2 separate regions of the Rattus norvegicus genome follow, and region 2 is linked to region 1. A link is a contact called in public Hi-C data. All regions are on one chromosome and are shown on one strand. The core of a region is the stretch at or near the end of the contact, and the rest is flanking DNA. Distances in the headings are between cores, read along the strand shown. Region 1 overlaps Foxp1 (forkhead box P1). Region 2 overlaps Foxp1 (forkhead box P1).

Region 1 (4,947 bases), core at 1,383-3,882:
GATTTAAGTGGCAGATTAGCCTATACAAGGTATCAGCAGCTTCGGAAATCACTTCTCAATTATGCTATTTCTAAACTTAAAAAAACTTTCTGGTTTGTGTATTTAAAAAAAAACAACAAAACAAAACAACAAAACCAACCCACAAATTTTTATTGAAAATTATTATTTTCTTGAAAATAATCAGGAAACAGACTAGTGGAATCAATGATTATTCATTTATCAATAAAAACAATTTTAAAAAGCAACAAAGTATAACCCAGTACATTCCAAGACTTTTACTTAAAAGTTCTTTTCAATTTGAGATGCATTAAATGTAGGTTGCTATAAACCAGAAAGCACATTGATACATTTCTAATCAAGAAATCGCCTGGACTTCAGTGAGGTCAGCCAGAGATAGACATCCCTTCCCCACCCCGCCCCAGGAATCTGACAGGAAAATGCAAGAGCACCCCTTGCCTTCCCCATCTATTCAGGTGTTAAATGGGTTCAGCACACACCACTCTTCACCCCGAAGTGTTTTGTGTCAGATAACAAATTTTTTAATGGTCTTTGTTTTTTCCAGGTCATATAAATGCCACCCCACCCTTTCATGAATATTCAATAAAGAATCAGGGTGGCTTTTGAGGACCAGGGTTCGAGAAGGACCTTGAATCTGCCTGAACACCCTAACCCCTCCATCAGTAGAATTCTTGAGTTTTAAAGAAACAGGGTGTTTCTTTCCAGAAGGGTAGGCAGAAGCCCCAAAGCAGGAAATGAAAATAGAGTAAGTTTTTCCCCAAACCAACACCCCTCAAAAAGTAGAAACAGCCATTTTGAAACACACAGTGATTTAAAAAAAATTTTTTAATTAATTTGAGAGTTAACGAGTGTGAACAAAGCTGAGGTGAGCTTGAAATAAATGACGTGTTTCCTCCAGCCTAAGATCTGCAGGAGGCACCCATAAAACTCATGCATGCTTTGACAAGTAGGGCTTCCTCCACAAAGGTCAGTGTTTATCAGTTAAGAGTCTCCAGGAGCTTCCAAACAAAGAATAAACAAACAGGCAAACAACAACATTACAGACGCTTAGGACCCAGCTGTGGAGGCCAGTCTTACGCGGCATAATTAAGGACTGACGCAATGCTCATGGTAACACAAGTGCTAAATTGCACAGTGGTGGCTGGGAGCACCATGGGACTGCAGAGCAGGAGGGAGCACCGAGAGCGCTGGGAAGGTCCCTTGGGGAAGCTGTGTGTGGAAGGGCTGATGGACTGGAAAAGAGGATTCTAGACCAGACAGAGGGAAATGTCTTAGCAGACAGCCTGGTGGCCACCTGGAGCCCAGTCCGCCCTCTCCAAACAGATAGATGGCGCAGTGACTAGGAGGCTAGTGCTGGGAAGGAATTCCACCACCAATGAGAAACCTGTGTTTCTCATTGAGCCTGGGACAACTGGGCTAATTCTGGGAATCCTAGGGTGGCCTCAAAAGGGTTTTGACCCTGAGACTGGCATTCAGGGAGAGTTGCTACATTCTATGCCTTGAGGAAAATATAAAAATATCAAACCTTCCAGGAACAGAGAATCATAGTTACTGCCATTTTTAATTACCTCCAATGTGAGGTTGTTTTGGAAAGCTGGGACAAAAAAGACAAAGCCAAAAAAAAAAAAAAAAAAAGGAAAAAAATAAGATTATGGGGTTGGGGATTTGGCTCAGTGGTAGAGCGTTTGCCTAGGAAGCACAAGGCCCTGGGTTCGGTCCCCAGCTCAAAAAAAAAAAAAAAATAAGATTATTATTGTGGGGGCATGAGCTTCAGTTACTCAGTCCCAGGGCCTGATGCATTTGTAACTTCAATGGAAATTGCCATCCTAGTTTTTGGAGGAAGAAACTGAGTTTTAGTAACGCAAACTGGGAGCCAGGCTTTGGTGATCAACATGTCTGTAATAGCAGTACTTGGGAGGTAGAGTCAAGAGTTCACGGTTATTTTCAACTATGTAACAAGTTCCAGGCCAGCTTGGGTTCCATGACAATTTGTCTCAAAACAGAAAAACAAAAACAAATAAACAAAAACCCAGAAAGGCAGAGTGGTTTTGTTTCCCTGTGACTCAAGCATGCCTCACGACACAGCTCTATAAAGCAAAGCAGACACTGGGTAATCGAAAAAGGGTGGGGAGGGCGGGGGGGGGGCGCGTTTGATGATTACACAAACCGGATACCTGAGGTAGGGGTGAGGGTGGCTGATGTTTAAGGAAGAGTGAAGGAAACAATAAATACTGTACTTAAAAATATTTTTGATGCCCACATCCTAACACCCACAACAGACACAGTCTTGTTCAAACACCACATATTAAGAAACCTGTCAGTTGCTAAATGAGTCCATTGTGCAGCTGGCTGTGCATTTAAGAACAGATTACTATGATCCCATACCAAACTCTAACCACCAAATAATACACCTAGGACTTGAGCTGGGTATTCTGTTTGCTTTTGCAGAGCCGCCCAGCCTTCAACACAGAAGAAAAGTGAAAGGCTTCACTGCCTATTCTGAGTGGGGACTGGAGACAAGACGCATTAGAGGAGGAGGCAGAGGGAGCACCCTCTCATGACACTATTCGACATGTTGATGAATGGTGCCACAGCAGAGAGGTAGATACGGTCACGGGGCCTTGGCCCACGTGCTTCTCAGCATCTGCTTGCCCAGAGCTGCTTGCATACAACTAAAGGACACCAGGATGGATCCAAAAACGAACTGTGTCCGAGAGGCCAAAATCTAATGCAAGTTCATGGTCTTCTTCCAAACAATGCTTGCATCAATATCCCCTGCCCTTTCCAACTAATTTAGTAGAGTAGCCAGAATATTATGACAGAATTTTAAAAAAAAATCTATCAAGTGTTTCTTTTACTGAAGCCAGGGGACAGAGATTTCAGGTCCTTCTCCAGTCAGCACCATGTCTGATGGATTGCTTCTTCAGAAGGAACTCCCCTATAGTATTCCTCCAAAGACCAGCAGCCGGGCCAGCCAATTAGTTACTAAATTGCAACCGCTATGTCCCTTTCCTGAGATTTGGACATGTGTCTCTAAGGAACCCCGTTTCTGTCTTGATTTAAGCAGTGCTTTTACTTAAAAATATAAATTAATACATCATCCATCTGCAGGGAGCTAGAGCAGGGAGCCTGCCTATCGATACTGTTTGTGTCGCTGTTACCTCTATGCTGACAGTGAAACTAATTATGTTGTTTCTCATCTGAGCCTATTAGTTTGGCCAAGGGAAAAGTCTCTGTTGCAGTGGAGGTTAAATTTCTCTTTATCACAGTCTCCAAATTGCCATTCACATCTTCCCTGATTGCAACACTTTATAATGCCCATATCAGGGAGTAATTTATATATGCATACACGGCATGGCATGTCAACATTCAGGGAGCTTATAGTGGGTGTGTGCGCTGCAGAAAACAGTTACCAAAATGAATTTAAAAAGTTTAAAAATTCTTCACCGAGACACTGTCTCAAAAGAAAAAGAGATAAAAAGAAATACCCTTCATGATACATGTGAAGGCATTCCTCAAACACCAAGGTAAACAAAACCATCCAAAGGAAACAGCTACAATCTCTCCAAGCCCTGCATCTAACTGACTAATAAATTACCCTCTCTTGTTTATGATAAAACTATAATCTCTTGCTTCAGTATGATGTGAAATTTATTAGTGTGTTGCTTCTGCCATGGGGTTATAACAGATTACATAGATGTGTGTAAAATTCTCAAAATCATACACGTGTTAGGGCAGAAGAAAATCCCCCTTCCCATGGGCTTTATGCTTCAGATGGGGGAGGGGTAGTCAAGTTCATCAGCACCAAGTGGCATCATCATGCCCCTCCTAGTGACAGATGTAGTGACAAGCACCTACGGCTCATCTGCATGTTAACCCTGGGCAGGAAGCGTCACAACAAGAGGGCACTGAAGAGAAATGAAACGATGGCTGTTAGGGGAAATGACAGTCTTTTAAAAATTTTTTTAAGGTTTAATTACGTAGAAACTCGCTGATGCCAGATGAAGCCACTGACCACCTTTAGTGGAGCCAGCTTTTCAGAAGGTCTGTGGTGTGAGTGTGCCACAGGCAGGCGAAGAGGCAGGGGAGGCAGGTCCCATCTTGCCCTGGGAACAAAGCTCAGGGAATCCTCCTCCTGTGCCATGCCACCCTCCTCTGACCCTGAGTTGACACACCCTTGTGTCAAAACCTTCTTTACGCCTGCCCTCTGCTGGTAAGCCTGCCAGGATTAGGAAATTTCATCTATCTCAATTTATTCTGAAGACAACTTTCAAGAGCCAGGCAGGGAGATGTGTAAGGGTCTGAAATACAGAGAGTAGGAGGCTGAAGCAAAGTAGAGGAGGTGGGACAGGGGTACCAACAACGAAGTGTGGTGCTTTAAATGGTTGAACCTGCACCCGTCTCTTCTACTGCCTGCTGGCTCATGGTTCATGGCTCAGCAGTGCAAGTTTTATATTTTAGCTTGCCTAGGAGAGCAACCTGCATGGCTGCTGGGCACCCTGCCTTTTCTTGCTTAATCTCCAGGGAGAATATGTCAGCTCATTTCCAATAAAACACCTTCTTAGCAGTAATGGGCCACTGTTCCCGTTTCAATAGTCCCTGAGGTTTCATGATCTAGTATATTTAGCTGAGTCAAGTTCAAGTTTTCTTCTGGCATTTGGAAGACCCATAAATGGAGTAGGGACCTGCTTTTGCCTGTCTGTAAGTGGAAAAAAAACAAACAAAACCAAAAACCCAGCTTAACTTTTTTGAGTCAGTAGCTACAGAGGTGTTCTCCAAAGAGAAGCTGCTGTACCTAAGGCCCCATTCAGCTACCCAGCACTTGCAGGGCTCTGGCTTTTTGGGGTTAAATTTCCACAGTGGTGTGCTGAGGTTTAACAGTACGACCCTGTTGGTGTCCATGGGAAGAGTGCAGCTTGTACAAATCCC
Region 2 (5,196 bases), core at 2,591-5,090, 69 kb after region 1:
CGTGCTGCACTGCACTGCCATGCTGTTCCTGTTCCTAGAAGTGGCGGTGGGTGGGGAGCACATAGCCTGGCCCAAGGGAGGTGGGCAGTCAGGAGGCTCTTGCTTAAACCACCCTGGGATGGACTGACACTCTAAGATGGCCCGGCAGTGACGGACTGCGAGAGCCCCACCTGCAGTCATACACATGGTCAGATTCCTTCAGTCCCAGTTAGGCCACTGTTCCACCCCTAGGAGCTGCAAAGCCATGTAGGCCAGTCTCTTAAAGGGATTATTGCAAGAACTTCTTCACGGCATAAAAAAAATTTTTTAAGAACTTTTTCTTAAAGGCATACTTTTAAAAAAAAGATATCTTTTGTTTTAAAGTCAATGCATATATCAGCAGAAAAAGATATTCTCTGAACAGTTCTGCCTGAGTTGTTTATTAATAAACACTGAAAGGGAAATGGCAGAACCAGACTAAAGCACATCAGAATTCCATATTTACCCTGTGGTTCTCTCTGAATTGTTTCTTCTGGGAAATCTCACTGGAAAAGTGAGATTCTCTTTTCCGTAGGATGCTAGGATTTTTAATTATTACTGCCTCCCTGTCTCCCCCCCCCCCACTATCCATAGTACGCTCACAGTAAAATATGGTTTAAAAATGCACAACACAACTTTCCAAGCTGTAATCCGTTTAGAGTTTGCCTTGTACCAACAAGATTCCTGGAAAACTGAGGAAGAGCCTTGGAGACAAACTATGAGGAGCAAGGCTGGGAGACTGTGAGGCCCTCAGCGGTCAGAATATCCACATGAGATCTACCTTTCAAATATGTGCTCGCTTTATTCATAAAAACATCCCATAGGAAACCGTGCTATTATAAAGATTACGGTAGTCCCATCATCTTCATCAGGCTGGATAGAGACCCTTGAGGAGGAAATGCTACAGGCCTTTGCTAGGGAATCCTGTCTGGTGAGGGTGATTCGAGGGCACATTCAGGGGGTTCCTTTAGCTATAGCCAGGATGATGACACTGTTGGAAATTCCACAAAGTCCTTGGGAGCCTTGGCCAGCGGCTAGTGCTGATAGACAGGAGTGTGTGAATTCATCAGCGGCGCTCAACGGTCGCACCAGGGCCAGTCTCGATGTCCCTTGGCAACAGGGACAGAGACAGAGGTTTTAGATGACAGGTCTTGGGAGCACTGGGAGCACTGGGAGCACGGCAGTACAATCGTGGGGACCACTGTCCATGTTCAGTCTTTGAACTCTTCGGGTGTGTCTACAATGGTATATCTTGCTTACCATGTGTTTGACGTTGGGGTAAATATTTTGCACATTTTTTAACATAAATATTTTTCTGTTTTACTCACAGTCAAAACACGTTACACATTCACGCTGTTTGTAAATATTTTCCTGCTTTTACAAGAATCCCCTTTAAGTCAAAACATGTTTATATTTATTTTGTCAAAACAAATTCTTCCTTCAAAACAACACGACATGTTGTCAACATAGTTTCCAGGTTACAATAAAAATGGTTTCACTTAGTTCCCAGCACAACAAGCAAAGCAAACAGCACATTCCATCCCAGAATCTAGGCTGTTTTTCTCAAGTCACCTCTGACCCATTCCGTGGAATGTCATATATTCAGGGCTGGACCTTTGCTTTAAATCGCACTAGATCAAACGAGCCAGTCTCCTCTGTCATTCCCTGACACCAAGGAAACAAAAGAACAAGGTAGTTGCTTTCAACATTTTCTCCCCGAACTTCTCAACTTCGATATTCCACATGACTGTAATTTACCCCCAAACAAGGGAAGTTTACCATAAAAGTGAAATGCAATTTCCCTTGTAGATTAGAAAATAGATTTTTCCTCCACAAAGAATGCAATTGCCTCCACTTTGATGAAAGAAATAACATTCCATTTCTTCGGACATTAAAGGTCTTTTTACAAAAAAAAAAAAAAAATCTGCCAAGTAAGAAGGCCTTCATTAGTATAATTAAATGACTGTTGGGCTTTTTTGATATAAACAACTTTTGAGATGTCATTTAAAAACCTCATAATAACACCATTAAAAAGCTACCATTTTTAACAGAGAGATTGTCTGCTCAGGGCCATGGAATGGTAGCCACGCTTCAGGCCCGTCCTTTCCCCCTTTCAGACTTCTGCTGGACTTGAATGTCACCATAGACCTTGAATCTTTGAATGTGAAATGGCTTCACTAATTGCTTTAATTGCTTGAAGATGTGCAGGCAGGTGAAACCCGATCCCCGTGGCCATTGTGGAGACTAAGAACAACACTGGAATGTTTACATAGTGGTTTGATTTTAATAGGCAGAAGGGCTGAGTTTAAGACAGCAAGAACACAGCTAATAGGTGACCTCTTAAAGAAGGCCCCCTCTAAAAAAAATAATGCTAAGGACACACAACCAAACACAATGTCATGTTCCGAGAGGCAGTATCCTAAACACCGAGGTTATTACCCAGTTCCTGACATTTCCACCCAAAACACTACACGTAAGAAAAATTAAAACAGAAAGAGCACTTTACAGGTCAGTTACCTTCTGAACATATTAGGACTCTATGGTGTTTTTAAGTAAGCACATTCATTTTACATTTTAAATTGCATATTTTTTTCAGGAGTGTAGCACTCTATTGTCTTAGAAGGGAGGGGTTAAGTGTCCCTCACCCCCATTTATGGCTTCTTGTCTCTTGCATACTCTTTGGCTGTGAGTTATGGCCACACCCCTTTAAACCAGTGTTATGTATAAATGTGCGTCTCCCTCCTGCCTGTCCTCTTGCCATGTGACCTCAGGGTCTGCTTCTCGTTAGTAGGACCAAGAAGTCCTTTAGAGTGGTCATTCAACAGTGGTGGCCACATTCCCTGGATGTTTTAATGGCTTGAAATGGACACCCAAGGTTTAGCGATAGCTCCCCGTGGCTGACTTCTAATGGAAGGCGCAAATGTAATCAGCGCATGACAGGAAGTAAGTGTACGCCATAGTCACTAAGCCACAAAGGTCAAGTAGGAACAGGTTTGCAAAGGCAACTAAACAGTCTTCATACATGCAACAGACATACACATAGACATGTGAGTTACTGCGTGTGCATGTACACATACAGATGTCCACATGCAAATGTAATGCACATGCGCACACACACGGGATTCATGCGTATATGAATATTTCATATATAGTCAAGAATAGTTCACTGCTGCAGAAGGGAAAGGGTGCCAGAAAATAACACAAAGGTTTTAGGGTTAAGCTACGTTACTTGGGGCAATAGACACGCACTGTACATGAGTGCAGACCAGGAGGTTGCTCTTCCATAGAGCAGGGAGCACTGTGCAAGTTCTGCCTAGCGAAGTAACGTTGCACATTAACTCATGACGATGAAATACAATTGCAGAAGAAAAAAAATAAAGTCCTTTTAAAGCCATAAACAGTTTTAAATGCTATAAGCTCTGCAATAAACGTAGGAGTTTCTTTGCCCGAATGATTTGTTCCCCAAACACTGGAGACAAAAATGATGAAACCAAAAATACTTGCATAAAATATCCTTTTGAACCATGGCCACCTCACGCATATTTATCAACATTTACACCCTTTCCGAAAAATGAAATCCCCTGGCGAGAAGTAAGTCCTTCCCTCTGAAAAAGGAGGGAAGACAAGTAAGTATCCATTTAAACATTAAGTATAAACTAGTCCAAGCCAGCGAGAGGCACACAGAGGGGAAAGTAAACAGGCCCTGCTGCCTACCCCCAAAATAGTTCCCCTTTGAAAGCTCTCAGCAGCGAGTGCCTGGTACCAAGGGCTGCCCTGTGAGCTGGAAGGGTCAGCAGAGCTATGCTAAGCTGACAGGTTCAGTTTACAGCGGCCAGGACTTTGTTTGGATATACTGGCCTTGCTCACTGCCAGCTTAACAACAGATGGCTAGAAAACTTTCATTATGTTGCACAGGACTGAAACTGCAAACAATCCAGAAAACTCTGAAAAAGTTTAACTCCCTCTCAACCGATGTGCCAAAACCAGAGTCCACGCAGGCCCCGGGGGCCTGCAGAGGCAGGCTGAAGGCAGAACCTGCCAAGTGGAGTTCAGGAGAAGCCATCCTTGCAGGCTGCGGAGTGAGGGAGAGCTACTGGAGGCTTATTTTAACTGTTCGAAGTCCAGACCTTATAAGGAGTTGCACCCATTGTGCCTTCTTGTATTTTATTTTCCCAGAACATAGTGACAGACTTTCTTTCCCTTCAGAGAGAAAAATCTTCCAGACAATTCCCAATTCCCAAGCTCTCTTCCTGCCTCCCCTTTATTCAGGAAGCTGGCAGGACTGCATCAGTCTCACCCCAACACCTAGATTTAAATATGACTTACCCAAATCTGTGTATAATTTAAATATTCATTAAGCCGATTCAATCCCTACTGAATCCTAGTCTCTTCTAATGCTGGGAGACAGGTTATAAATATACCTTCAAAGGTTTAATTCAATTGGCAATCTGAGAGGTCTTATCACTGGAAATGTGTTATTTTCCTATTATTCAAGAAATGAACAAATGTGTTTTCCACAAATGTATTTTAGAAGCTACCCTTCGCTGTTATTGAAAGAAAATTGTGTTTATGACTCCTTTAGCATAGTGTAAACTCATAAACGTCAACAGAGAGTACAAGGAAAACTGTCAACTAAATATTGTTTCCTTCACGAGCTGTTCTTCCAAGTCAATTACGCCTTTCAACTTCTGGGGCATTGTATGATAAACTGGCAGTAAAAATCATTCACATTAATATACCATGGTGCCTTGCCTGCAAAAGGTAATTAAGGAAGTAAATGACTCATAAGAATAGACATATTAGCTGCAAAATGAAAGGCAACTGAGCTGCCACATAAAAATATGTACCATTAAGATACCGCATTTTCATATTCCTGTAATCAGCTCCAGTAGACTAATGCTTATTTAATCCAGTTCTGAGCTAAGTCCATCAACAACTGTTTTTCGCTGTTTTCTCCTTGACTGAACATTATGAGAGCAGGTTTGGAATAAATACTGCAATGAGATTTTTGCATACTCAATTGAAGAACAGGTTTTTACATTTTAAAATCTATTTTTCTTTCCCCGAGAAATATAACATTTAAAAAAAAAAACAGATTACTGGAGGAAAAAAAAAATCATACATAGCAAGTTAGACGTGCCTCCTTAACAGGTAGGGCATCTGGAGGGAGAGATCTTT

The links. A called contact is a pair of places that touch in the nucleus more often than the background predicts.
Region 2: a contact with region 1 is called in a Hi-C map of liver, with 1.7 times the contacts expected there. The contact joins two enhancer-like sites. A contact is called at or near these places in 2 of 12 Hi-C or Micro-C datasets (Schwann cells and liver).

The regions. Positions count from the first base shown.
Region 1 is chr4:133,220,664-133,225,610 of GRCr8, forward strand. All of the region lies in intron 2 of Foxp1 (forkhead box P1), which reads right to left. Among named protein-coding and RNA genes, the nearest start is that of Foxp1, 130 kb to the right of the region's middle. Within about 2 kb of position 2,633, at least 2 of the 93 cell types and tissues checked have an H3K27ac peak or open chromatin away from gene starts, as enhancers often do. A contact at or near this core is called in liver, where this site is marked.
Region 2 is chr4:133,288,446-133,293,641 of GRCr8, forward strand. The region is part of intron 1 of Foxp1 (forkhead box P1); the gene reads right to left. Among named protein-coding and RNA genes, the nearest start is that of Foxp1, 62 kb to the right of the region's middle. Within about 2 kb of position 3,841, at least 17 of the 93 cell types and tissues checked have an H3K27ac peak or open chromatin away from gene starts, as enhancers often do. A contact at or near this core is called in liver, where this site is marked.